Regions from separate parts of the Zea mays genome. Here region 2 is linked to region 1. The links are chromatin contacts, called in public Hi-C maps. All regions are on one chromosome and are shown on one strand. Each heading gives the region's core, a stretch centred on a gene start, on an enhancer-like site or on the middle of the called end of the contact. The rest is flanking DNA. Distances are from core to core; before and after follow the strand shown. Region 1 overlaps LOC100285672 (ETHYLENE-INSENSITIVE3-like 1 protein). Region 2 holds the start of LOC100216694 (Exostosin family protein).

Evidence for each region. Hi-C and Micro-C count contacts between places; a contact is called where the count stands out from the background.
Region 2: a Hi-C map of endosperm shows a contact between it and region 1, with 3 times the contacts expected there. The contact joins the promoter of LOC100216694 here to the enhancer-like site in region 1. A contact is called at or near these places in 2 of 25 Hi-C or Micro-C datasets (bundle sheath and endosperm).

What each region holds. Positions count from the first base shown.
Region 1 is chr1:52,829,133-52,835,828 of Zm-B73-REFERENCE-NAM-5.0, forward strand. LOC100285672 (ETHYLENE-INSENSITIVE3-like 1 protein) reads left to right here. Exons shown (of 2, transcript NM_001158563.2): 2 at 1-315. Among protein-coding and RNA genes, the nearest start is that of LOC100285672, 7.0 kb to the left of the region's middle. Within about 2 kb of position 2,634, at least 20 of the 20 cell types and tissues checked have an H3K27ac peak or open chromatin away from gene starts, as enhancers often do. A contact at or near this core is called in bundle sheath and endosperm, where this site is marked.
Region 2 is chr1:52,908,406-52,915,074 of Zm-B73-REFERENCE-NAM-5.0, forward strand. LOC100216694 (Exostosin family protein) reads left to right here and starts at 2,037. Exons shown (of 2, transcript NM_001143100.1): 1 at 2,037-3,008; 2 at 4,250-5,121. The coding sequence starts at 2,208. The coding sequence ends at 4,810. LOC100276044 (Uncharacterized conserved protein UCP022280) reads right to left here. Exons shown (of 8, transcript NM_001363290.1): 8 at 6,460-6,669.

The DNA of each region.
Region 1 (6,696 bases), core at 1,384-3,883:
AGGTCTTCGTTATATAGGTTTTGCAGTAGCTGCAAGACGGCTGGAACCTGGAACTGGTTTATACTTGTATGTCCGGCCAGCCATAAACCTCTCTTATTTGCAAACTTAATGTTATTCCTAGCTTTAAGTTGTTAGTCTCAGTCTGCTGTCCATGTATATGGCTGTTAAAATGCTTGTGCTTGTTTCTGTACTACCTGCTGTTTGGTGTCTGAATGAAGTGTTTTCTTCAGTGGTTCTGCTCGACGTGTCTGCTCACTGTTGATGAGGCACATCATCGCTGCTGCTCTTCACACAAACAACATGACTGACATATTCAAATATTTTGAGCGTCCACATGTTTGTTTTGATTGATGCAATCTCTCCGGCGTTTTTTCTCTCTCTCTTTCTGTTGGTGTCAAATTGTGAACAAAAAATGTTCCAACCTAACATGTTTGGAATTACCCTGGTTCTGTATCTGTCGCGCCTTAATTCCAACCTAAACATGGACAGGTGCTCCTGTCATATGGTGGAAATTCCGTCTTAATTCCACCGAGATTGATGTTGATGACACCCAGACTACACCTGTCCTTTATAGATATTTTCCCACGGTAAAACATACCCTGTTGCTTCAGTTACCGTCTTGTTAAAAGAGAGACCATCACTAGTGTCTTTCACATCAAGATATTCATCCTTGCTTTCCCTTAAGGTCCGGTCAACGCGAAGTGGCAGCCCTAAGGGAAGTTAGGCCGTCCAAACTCCAAACCGTTCCAAGTGCTTTGATGCTCAAGATACCGGATGGTCCTTTCTTTGATCGCAAGAGCCCTCCTTTCTTTTATCGCTTGCTTGGTGGCACTGGCACCTGTCATCGTCCATGAGACCATGACCCATCCTATCCCTTAGACCTCCTCACATGCTCGCCGCTGGAGCTGGATGCTGTGGGGACGGGAGCTCCCCTGCTGCATCATGGAGATGGAGGGGACGGGGATGGGCCGGGGTGGGGTGGGGCGACGCATCGCTCGCTGGACAGCAATTGCGGGTTTTTGCTTCCGTGGTGGCGGATCCAAGCGTCTGGGTCCGCTGCCAGATTTCTGCAGGTATACTGTATTCAGAGAAGCCGTTTCGACCCCACCTGCAGAATTTCCTGACCATTTCGCCCAGAGCTCTGTTCGTTGGGATCACGTCCATTTCTGAAGAGGCATACGGGTTCTTGGGATGGTCTGCGGTGAAAGATGAAGAGTTAGAGTCTGATCTAAGCTACACTACTGTGATCACGAGTAATGAGGCCACCAAATCTGGGCCCTGCCGGCTCCAAATCCTTATCGAGATCTACCTAATCCGTCCCCTAAAGAAACGCTTAGGTTTTTATTTTAGTAAGCTGAAATTTGCAGCATGGTTTATAATTATTAAACCAAACAGATGGCTGGCTGATGTGACTTGGTACGGTCAAATTGCCCCTTTGATATTCGCTAGCGGCTTACGGCTAGCTCTGTTAACCTAGAACAATGGCTATAGCGCTCCAACTCTACACCCTACAACTTGTTTATGTGTTTCATTGCTTTTTGGTCCAGTTTACCAATGATGGTGATAGGTGGGGATCAAGCAGAGGAATAAACTAGTGCTGCTCTCTAACTAACCAAGTTTCTTAGGCAAAATAAGCCGCTTAAACCACGTGCTTAGGCGCATGATTCTTTAATCTTTATGGACTGCACGAACGAAAGAGCAGGTCTCCATGATAAATTAAAATAGCTGAGGAAGCAAAGCAACCCTGGCCCCAATGATTTGTTTGGACTCAACTCTCAACTGGCACTAAACAAACTGGCCAAATGGGGGTCAAAACAAGGGAGAGAATCGGTTCATAAAAAAACGTGTGTGCGCCATATCAGTCGATGGACTGCCGGAGAACGGTCTCCGCCTGGGTCGTGGTCATGGCCACGCCTCGCCTAACAAAGCGCACGATCAACTGAACCCAGTCATGCTCATGCTCATGCCCAGTCGACGATGTGCGTGATGGCACGGCGGGCCTGCCACGCTGGCTGGACGGGGTGGAGCTGGCTGGTGACCGGTGAACTGAAAGCGAGCACCGTTTCCCGGCTAAGTGCAGCGTACGATGGCGAGACCACCGCATCTGGGGCTGTTGAGCCGGCCCCGGTGCACAGTGCCGACCACGAGGACAGCGAGAGGATGGGACGTGGCGTCAGACGGCGACAGTAGATTTCTTATAATAACGACAGAACTCTTATCCGGTGACAATTGAAGCTCTATAGTGGGGACGAGGAAGTGGGATGGTGCGTGGTTGGGCTGGCCGGCTGGGTGCCTGAAAGCAACAGATCAATGGCGACGACGACGGTGGGAGGTGGGAGAGGGGCCGCCGGAGTGGAGTAGCACCGCGGCCGGGACCGGAATGAGATGAGACCTGCGTGCCGCGTGCGACGAGTGATCCACGCGACTTGAGCGTCCACGCCGCTGCGTCCAGCCTGTTTCGATTCGACGGCGCCTCGGCGCGATCGGGTTCTGGTAAAGAGGACCTGGAGTGGAGATAGACGACGGAGATCGCCTCATCCAGTACGTACGCGCGGATATGTCATGTCACGCACCGCGCACGCCACGCGACACGGGGCCTTCTCCTCGCCAGATCAGATGGCCGACCACAGGTGGCCAGTCCTGAATGGGATCCCCGAGGCAGGGAGGACCGGAGGAGTCGGCGTCGGTCTGGCCCACACGCGCGTTGCGGTGGCGGTTTCCCGGCTCCTACTGCAGCTGCAACTTGCGAGACGCACTTTGCGTTTGGGAGACTGTAGCCGCGTTGCGTGCGTGGTGCGCGTCGGTGCGTGCGGTGCGAGCGCCGTCGCTGACGAACGGGACGACATGCCGCCGGCGCCGGGTGATCCAAGATTCGGGGCGGGGGGGATGGATAGCGAGGCGGACGCGGGCGACCGACGGACCCATCGACCTGGCTTTCCTGGCAGGGCATATTCTGCGGCGATGCCTGGATGGCCACCATGTCGCCGCCCCTGCTACAAGCCTAGTTTTCACGGCAGCTCCCGCTTTGGGTGTACGCGTCGGCGTCTCGCACCACCGAAGTGTCTCTTGGAAGCCCAGAAGGCCTCAGCGCTGCCACGCCGCTTCCGTTCATACGACTTCGGGCTACTATTTTTGTGTACGGTCAGATGAGCAAATGGTGGGTCCATATGTAGACAGAGTAGACTGTGGAGAGTAGAGACGTGCATTCCCATTTCCCAGCTCAGCTCTGCCTTTCGGAGGATCATATTTACCCCAGTTCGTTTAGAATGTGCCGATTCCGCGAGAGGCATTTGGTTGGAGCCGTCGTCTGCAAGTGGCTCGCGGAATTTGGTTGGAGCCGTCGTCTGCAAGTGGCTGGCAGCGGGTCCTGTAGCCGCCGCTTGTAGTACATGGTTGGTTTCCAGTTCAACAGGACCCAGTGTTGAGCTCTCAAAAGAACAGTGCGGACGGTCCGGCCCCGAGGCCGGACGGTCCACGGTCCGGACTGTCCGCGGTGGTGGCGCGGACGGTCCGCGCGCGCGCAGAGTCAGTTAGGGTTCCTAGTTTCTCGTGTGATTTGTTACCTAAAACCGCGGGATTAACTCGGGAAACAGTTGGAAACGGATTCAGACCTCCCCCTTTATATAGATGAAGGGCTACGGCCGATTGAACCCCCAACAATCGAACCAATACCACTTCTATCCCGCATTTATTTTCAGCACAATTAGGAGTAGTTCTAGTCTAGTTCTAGTTTAGCCCTAGTTTAGTATTCCAATCCCCAAATTCTCTGCCTCTCCTCGACTCTACGTCGATTAGAGGAGTCTAGGTCGGTCTGCCCGAGCCTAGACAACTCCTAGGATCTCTCCTCCCCGACGGGGTCCCTCCCGGGAGCGAGATCCAGGCGCCGCCGGCAATCTTCCGCCACCCCTGCGCACGCGCGGACTGTCCGGCCCTAGGGCGCGGACCGTCCGGCCGTCAGGCAGGGAATCCTAGCTCCTGCACCAGGTCGTGGACCGTCCGGCCCTGTGCCGCGGACCGTCCGCGTCTGACCAGAGAGCACCGCCGCCTCACGCCAGGTCGCGGACCGTCCGGCTCTGTGCCGCGGACCGTCCGCGCCTGACCAGAGAGCACCGCCGCGGGTTCTTTTGAGTGATTGGCGCCTCTAAAAAGGTGTCAACATACTTTTTGGCGACTCCGCTGGGGAATAGGTGTCTAGATCTGCTAAAAATCGGCCCATAAATGGCCGGTTCTAAGGATCACACCAAGATCTCCACTACTAACATCATCAAGCCGGCCATGGAGGCGCTCCCGGCTGATGACCAAAGGCCCTTTGAAGACCTCGTAATGCGCGAGGAGAAGGAGGTGATGCGGCAATGGAACGAACAACGCGACAAGGAAGAGGCGGAACTGCTGCATAAACTCTCCGAACGGCGCAAGGAGGCGGCGGACAAGTACTTGTCACACTTCACGGTGGATCGCCACCAGAAGATCGTCCGTCAAGGGGAGATCGATATGGAATCTCTCCTACCTCCACTGCAGGGTCCCGCTGTAAGTACTCCAAATCTATCTCTTACGACTTTCATGGATCAACGAGTAGATCAGTTAAAGCAATATGTAGATGAATCTATTAAAATGCATTTACGTGCATACGAGAAATCAGCTGCTCCTAATTTTCCATCGCGAGAGTCTAATACAGTGCCACCCACGTCAAACACATCGGCTATAAACGGGTCACCTTTGACCCAGCCATCATATGGTATGCCGATGCACGCTTTCGTGTCACCATCACAGCCGCAACCACTAGGCACGCGGCAGGTACTGGACGCGACCGGACCGTCCGAGCATCATCTCAGACAGTCCGGTTATATCGCGGACCGTCCGACGTATTTCGCCGGACCGTCCGACCAGATGCAGGCCCGCACACAAAACACTCAAGTCGCACCGTACATGGCCGGACCATCAGGGTACAACCCTGAACACTTCGGCCCCATCACGGACCGTCCGGTGCATCACGCCGGACCGTCCGGATATGTTGCGGACCGTCCGCCATCTTACACCGGACCGTCCGGATATGACATGAACCGGCCGACGTATTACGCTGGACCATCCGACTCTACACGAGTCCATGCGCAGACTGCCCAAGTCACGCCATATATGGCCGATCCATCCGGGTACAACCCTGGACCATTTGGCCCGATCGCGGACCGTCCAGTTCTTTACGACAGACGGTCTGGGTACGAGACTACCCACGTGGCACCATATACGGCTGGACAATCCGGATATACCTTCAGACCATTTGGCCAGGTCGGTCGGCGTTTCGAGACCGGGGGGTCCCTAAGCCGACGAGTGAGTGTGCTGCGTGCCCCAGCCCAGATAGGTCGAGCGCGTGGGCGAGCGCGAAGGGGGGAAAGGAGCAAGGAGGCCGGAGTCCGGCGAGAGAGAGGTGGGAATCCCGCGGCCTTCGTGTTCGTCCCGCGCCCAGGTCGGGTGCGCTTGCAGTAGGGGGTTACAAGCGTCCACGCGGGTGAGGGAAGCGAGCGGCCCCAAGAGAGCGCCTGTCCCCGTCCTCGTCCCCGCGCGGCCAACCTTCTCTAAGAAGGCCCTGGTCCTTCCTTTTATAGGCGTAAGGAGAGGATCCAGGCGTACAATGGGGTGTAGCGGGGGGAGAGCTAGTGCCCTAAGTACATGCCAATGTGGCAGCCGGAGAGATCTTGGCACCCTGCTGGCGTGATGTCGTGGCTGTCGGAGGAGCAACGGAGCCTGGCGGAGGGACAGCTGTTGGAACGGTTGTGTCCTTGCTGACGTCGCCCTGCTTCCGTAAGAGAGCTGAGAGCCGTCGTCGTCACGGGGCTAGCGGGGCGCCATCATTGCCTATCTGGCGGAGCTAGCCAGATGGGACACAGGTCTTGTTCTCTGCGACCCGAGTCGGCTCGGGGTAGGGTGATGATGGCGCTTCCTGTCGACGTGGCTGGCCTGTGCCCTAGGTTGGGCGACGTGGAGGCTCCTCCGAAGTCGGGGTCGAGTCTGTCTTCAATGGCCGAGGCCGAGTCCGAGCCCCTGGGTCGGGCGAGGCGGAGGTCGTCAGCAGAGGCCGAGTCCGAGCCCCTGGGTCGGGCGAGGCGGAGGTCGTCAGCAGAGGCCGAGTCCGAGCCCCTGGGTCGAGCGAGGCGGAGGTCGTCAGCAGAGGCCGAGTCCGAGCCCCTGGGTCGGGCGAGGCGGAGGTCGTCAGCAGAGGCCGAGTCCGAGCCCCTGGGTCGGGCGAGGCGGAGTTCGTCGTCTTCTGGGGCTTAGCCCGAGTCCGAGCCCTGGGTCGGGCGGAGCGGAGTTCGCCGTCTTCCGGGGCTTAGCCCGAGTCCGAGCCCTGGGTCGGGCGGAGCGGAGTTCGCCGTCTTCCGGGGCTTAGCCCGAGTCCGAGCCCTGGGTCGGGCGGAGCGGAGTTCGTCGTCTTCCGGGGCTTAGCCCGAGTCCGAGCCCTTGGTCGGGCGGAGCAGAGTTCGCCGTCTTCCGGGGCTTAGCCCGAGTCCGAGCCCTGGGTCGGGCGGAGCGGAGTTCACCGTCTTCCGGGGCTTTGCCCGAGTCCGAGCCCTGGGTCGGGCGGAGCGGAGTTTCCTATGGTGCCTTTGGCAGGGCCTGGTTTCCTTTGCGTTAAATGCTCCTGCGACTTGGCCGGTCGGTGCGGCGATTCAGTCAGGGTTGCTTCTCAGCGAAGGCAAGGCC
Region 2 (6,669 bases), core at 787-3,286, 79 kb after region 1:
TGCGCCAGCCACGTCACCCAACCGTTAGGGTTCGACCGTTGGAGCTCTGACAAGTGGGGCCACCGGATAGTCCGGTGGTGCACCGGACAGTCACTGTTCACTGTCTGGTGCGCCATCTGCGCCTGCTCTGACTTCTGCGCGCGCAGTCCGCGCACTGTAGTTCACTGTTCACCTTTTGCAGACGACCGTTGGCGCTATAGCCGTTACTCCTCTTGGCACACCGGACAGTCCGGTGAATTATAGCGGAGGGCATTTCTAGAAACCCGAAGGTGGCAAGTTCAGAGTTGATCTCCCTGGTGCACCGGACACTGTCCGGTGGCACACCGGACAGTCCAGTGCGCCAGACCAGGGCAGTCTTCGGTTTTCTTTGCTCCTTTTTATTTGAACCCTTTCTTAGACTTTTTATTGGTTTGTGTTGAACCTTTGGCACCTGTAGAACTTATAATTTAGACCAAACTAGTTAGTCCAATTATTTGTGTTGGGCAATTCAACCACCAAAATCAATTAGGAAAAGATTTTAGCCTATTTCTCTTTCACCTATCTTAGGCTACATGGGCAAAACCTATCAGCAGGAGATGGAGCGAGGCACGAGAGATGACGTACCTTTGGTGGAGCCGATGAATGCCGCTGGCTCAATAATCCGTGGCGCGCTTGAGTAGAAGCACTGTCACTGCACCTCCGTGTCTTCTCTAGGGATGGGGGGAAGGGAGGTGGTGGCGAGGGCGAGGTGTGTGGAGGCAGACGCCTCCACCTTTGCTCGGCTGGGGCGGTAAAGTCTGAGCTGTTGATTGGGCGGCGAGCGAGGGGCAGGATCTGAGAGGTGAGGATTTAGGGTGAGTGTCGTTGGTGGAATGGAGGAAGAAAGTATAGGGCATAACCCAGCGCGCTCCCATCGATGGAAGGTGAGTGTCGTCGGGGAAGGGGATCGCGGGGGCAACGGAGTTGATTGCGGGGGCGGCCGCGGCGACGCCATGGATGGAAGGGCACACTGGGGAGGCGCGATTTCTCCGTAAACCAACAATGGAAACCCTTGCGCGAGCGGTAATTGCGGGCTAGATTCGGCCGCGGGCGGGGCTGGATGCGGCCTCGGGACGCGGGCTTGGCGGGCGGGAGGGATGCGCGGCGGTGCGGGGCGCTGGAAGGGACGCGGGCGGAGCTGGATGCGGCAGGGACGCGGGCGGGGCTAGATGCGGCAAGGACGCGCTGGATGCGGCAGGGACCGCGGCCGACAGAACGTGCACCGGCTGTTACTGTGGACGCCTACGTTAGGATTATAATAGTAGTAGAGATAAGAATATTCTCTGTTCGAACTTTCGAAGTTGTTTAGTTTTATGTCCCTCGACCAAACACGATTAAGGCCTTGTTTAGTAGAACTTCGCTCTATAATTCTCTATCTTTGAGAGTTAATGCTATAATAGAGTGATTTCAAATGATTCTCAAGTAGATTTATTTAACGAAAACCGTTTGGTAAATTGTGGGTGACGTGATTTCTGAGGGGTTGGAGTGTGGGGAGCAGGTTAGAAGCATCGAGAAGCATATTTTTTTTAGCTCACACTCTCTAGTACAAAATGGAGCAACTCAGTTTTTAGCCGTTTAGCTTTCTAAAGTGATTATCGTTGAGACCAGAGGTATGAGAGCTCCACCAAACACCCACTAAGGTCCGTTTGGGACAGCTCCAGCTTCAAGAAATTTGGTGAAGTTAATGAAGCAGGTAATTAGATGCTCTAGAAAATCATGGAGCTAGAGCTGTAAGCCTTTAAAAACATTTATAGATCTCATTTTATTTATTATTAGATTAAAAATATTTTTAAAAGTATTTATATTAATATTATAAACTATAGTTCTGCACTGGAGCTAGAACCTAAAGCTGTCTGAAGCCATCCCAATACACCGGGCCGTTTCGTTTCGCCTGGCTCGACAACCAAATAGGAGTCAGGAGAATCCCCGGCCGCCCGTGCCTTTCCGCCTCACCACACGAGTCACACGGCTCACACCCACACCGCGCCGCACCCGTCCCAGCACCCAACTCAACCGCTGCTATCAGCTCCAGATCCGACCGCCTCGATCGGGACGCGAGCATCTCCATAGCGACCAACCGGCCGCCGCGGGTGACCAACCCAGCCGCGCTTTCCCCCGTCAGATCCCCTCCTAGCCAGCCATGGCCGAGCCCCGTTCCGCCCTCCGCCCGCATTGCCACTGTTAGTGCCATGGCCACCGCCTGCCGGAGCCCGCTCGTCTGGCTCTTCGCGCTCGCCGCCGCGCTATTCTTCCTCTCCTGGTACCTCCTCCTCAACTCCGCCGCGGGCCCAACCGCCGCCCGCCGCCCCAACCAGGGGCTCCGCCTCGGCGGCCCCGGTAGGAAATGCGACCCCGCGGAGGCGCTGCTGCGAGTGTTCATGTACGACCTGCCCCCCGAGTTCCACTTCGGACTGCTCGACTGGAAGCCCCCGGGCTTCGGCGGCGGCGTGTGGCCCGACGTCAGGGACGGCGTGCCGGACTACCCGGGGGGGCTCAACCTTCAGCACAGCATCGAGTACTGGCTCACCCTCGACCTCTTGGCCTCCGAGCAGGGCGCGCCCACGCCCTGCGCAGCGGCGCGGGTGCGCCACGCGGCGGACGCCGACGTCGTCTTCGTGCCTTTCTTCGCCTCGCTCAGCTTCAACCGCCACTCCCGGGTGGTGCCGCCCGCGCGGAACAGCGAGGACCGCGCGCTGCAACGGAGGCTCCTCGAGTTCCTCGCCGCGCGGCCTGAGTGGCGCAGGACCGGCGGGCGGGACCACGTCGTGCTCGCGCATCACCCCAACGGTATGCTCGACGCGCGCTACAGGTTCTGGCCCTGCGTCTTCGTGCTCTGCGACTTCGGGAGGTACCCGCCCAGCGTCGCCAACCTCGACAAGGACATCATCGCGCCCTATCGGCACCTCGTCGCCAACTTCGCTAATGACACCGCCGGATACGACGACCGGCCGACGCTGCTCTACTTCCAAGGCGCCATCTACAGGAAGGATGTGAGTATACCTTGCTAATTACTCATCTCGTCGAAATTGAATCTTTGTTGGATTAGTCGCATCTAATTTAATAATAATAACGTCAGCATGCCTCTTTTGCTTAAAGAACTCTGTTTTCCAAGTGTTCTTCCCTAAAAAGAATTGAGAATGTTTGCCATGCCCATGTGGCACGTGCACTCCTTTTCGTTCCGCAGCTCCTACTAGTAATGGCTAGCATGGCCCTTTCCCTCTGTGTGCCACTTACTTTAATTTGCACTATTTCTGGCCACTAGGTATGCACTGATGGAAATCGATGTATGCTTCCTTATGAATTGGAGCGTTTTGCCCTGCCTATCAGTAACTAGTCCAGCTCATACGTAGGCGATCACTTCTCCCGGTCCTATGTGACCACGATCAGCGTACTTGGCTCTGCCTTTTCGCAACAAGTTCAGTAATACATAAGTAGTAATACAATTCAACAAGTGATCTATGTATCATGTAAACATTTCCATTGACAATCAAACGTGGATTATGATGAGGACATCATCCACTATTACCCGTTGGCAAAGACGTAATTGACCCAGTTGGCCCAATTGTAGTCGGACGGTGACCGTGTGAGCCTCAGAATTATCCCACCTCGCTTAACTTGGAAAGAGGAAGCCACTTTAGAAGGGAGAGCCACTCTTCCCCCATTGGACTAGTCCTTTGGGACGATTGGGCCTTTCCCTGAGTTGGGTGTGTATAATGAACTGTTGGGCTCCGAGCAACCCTAATTTGATGGGCCTCGGCCAACCCCACCTAGGCTGGGTGTATCATCTGGTATCAAAGCTAGGGCCCATTTTAAGAAGGTGGGAATGATGAGGACATCCTCCACTATTACCCGTTGGCAAAGACGCACCCAATTGTAGTCGGACGGTGACCGTGTAAGCCTCAGAATTATCTCACCTCGCTTAACTTGGGAGGAGGAAGCCACTTTAAAAGAGAGAGTCACCCTTCCCCCATTGGACTAGTCTTTTGGGGCGATTGAGCCTTTCCCTGAGTTGGGTGTGCATAATGAACTGTTGGGCTCCGGACAACCCTAATTTGATGGGCCTCAGCCAACCCCACCTGAGCTGGGTGTATCAGATTAGCTATCAGGACGTGGGTTGTAGTGATTGGCATAAGACATTAGGCTCTTTGAGTAGATGAACCATGGAAAATTGTATGCAGTTCACATATATATTTGCTATTCTACTCACAATTTTCATTGCGCAATGTTGTAGGGTGGTTCCATTCGGCAAGAACTGTATTACCTTCTGAAAGACGAGAAAGATGTGCATTTCTCATTTGGAAGTGTAGCTGGTAATGGGATCGAGCAGGCAACACAAGGTATGCGGTCATCCAAGTTCTGCCTCAACATTGCAGGTGACACTCCATCCTCCAACCGCCTCTTCGACTCCATTGTCAGTCACTGTGTTCCCGTCATCATCAGCGATGAGATTGAGCTCCCGTTTGAGGATGTCCTCGACTATTCAAAGTTCAGCGTCATAGTACGTGGCGCAGATGCAGTCAAGAAGGGGTTTCTAAAGAGCCTGATCAAAGGGATCAGCCAAGAAGAGTGGACACGCATGTGGAACAAGCTAAAGGAAGTAGAAAAGCACTTCGAGTACCAATACCCATCTCAGACTGATGATGCCGTGCAGATGATATGGAAGGCTATTGCTCGGAAGGTGCCCTCTATCCGTCTGAAGATTAACAGACTACGGAGATTTTCTCGGTTTGATACTAATAGGACAGATGAAACTCTACCCAGTCCTTCTTGGCTACAGAATCAGGCTTCTTGATTTTTGGACTAGCAAACTCCAGCTTTCACCATGTTTTCAATCCTGCCGAAACAAGAGTTGATACTGAAGACCAAACCTTAATCGCATGACTGGGGGCAGATGTTACAGCTGCAGACATTAACGGAGAGTAAAGTTGAAACACTCTAGCATAACAGAATTACATATCCAATGGCACATCATTTTTCTTCATTTTTCTTACTTAAGATTCATCCAAAATGTCCTTGGCTGCAGACTAAGGACAATGAATTTTGTATGAAAAGCTGTACATTCTAGGCGGCAATATAATTACTGACCAGTTACAGTTGCTGAGCATTTTGGGTTGACGTCCACTAGTCTAAAGTCACATAGGGAAGGTTCTGCAGATGGAGAGAAGGGAGATGTAGGTTATTAGCTGGAGGATTGAGATCGGTATATGGCATTCGGATAGTCATATGCCACTAAGATAGGGGAAGTTAGATAATAGCCTCTCTTCCTCCACTTGTTTTACGGTTTCACAGACTGGTATGTTCAATTGTTTCCTCCACTTGTTTTATGGTTTCACATACTGGTATATGTTCAATTGTTCATCAAGTTCTGGTGCCCACTGGTTACCTTTAGAGCTGGTTTGGTGGACAGGGAAATAGAGGGGATCCACGGGAGAGGAATTCTTTCGCTATTCAATTTTAAATAGAGAGGGGATTCTTCCCCATTGAGCCCCTCCATTTCTCTGTCCGTGGGATTAAGGTCTTGTTTCGATACTCTAGTATTCACCTTAATTATTGAGATGGATTGGGATGTAAATTAGTTTAATTTACGTTTTAATCCACCTCAATACATTTGGATTGGGTGAATATTAGAGTAGCTAAACAAGGCCTAAGAGGGAGAAAATACCTTACTATTCAAAATGTATGATGACAAGGAAATTGGAAGGAACCGAGAGTCCTCGATCCCCTCCAATTCTGTCACCAAACCAGCCTGTCCCTGCCAAGTTTCGAATCTGGCCAAAGAAATGGCTTCCAGTTTTTCTATCTGGTCCAAGAAATGGCTCTCAGAGTGTCAAAGCGGAGGAAGTGCAGAAATGCTCGATGGAGTGCGGTGGCTGTAGAAAGAAACGAAGAGATCGATTACTTTGCTTTAGATGGAGTACATTGGCTATAAAAAAATGGGAAAATTCTCTGTGCTGCTGCAATTTTGTTCAAGTGTTCTATCGCTTTGCTTGGAGATGGTGTTCTTGGTCGACATATAAGTAGGTATAGGTATAGCCGTATAGCTGAACATTTATAGAGCAAGAATTTTGCACCTTGTCAAGTTATATCACTATTACCAGCAAATGGAAGTGTGGACAAGCTGAATTTGTATCCTGTACTGCCAATTTGAGACTGCCTGATGGCAAGGTAAACACGTCGTCCTTCGGCGAGAAACGCGATGCTAATCGTGTTTTCCATAAATGATAAGGATTATTCATTACCAATGGATGGAATTTTCCCCCTTCAAATTTGTGATCCTCTTCAAGATGCAAAAAACCTGAAAAACGATATCAAACAAGACTTCAACACTTCTGTCGCCTCCTGTAGCAGCGCCTGCATTCTGTAACTATTTGTTTTTTTTTTCTTCCGAAACGGAATAGCAGAATTGTATACAGGAAGCACAGCACCCAAGGTGGAACAAAGTTTTTCCTTGCAATCGCATATATAAGATAGTAGCCATCAGCCCATCTGCTTCCCAGAAACGAGCAATGCTCAACGTTAAAGTGATAGGAACAATTTATGGTTGTGATGAGTTACCATGTCTGTCCTAGCATTCAAAATGCTGACAGAAAATATGGTTAGAATCGGAACCTGTCTAACCAAAACGCGCACCTCACGGTGGATTCACAGTTT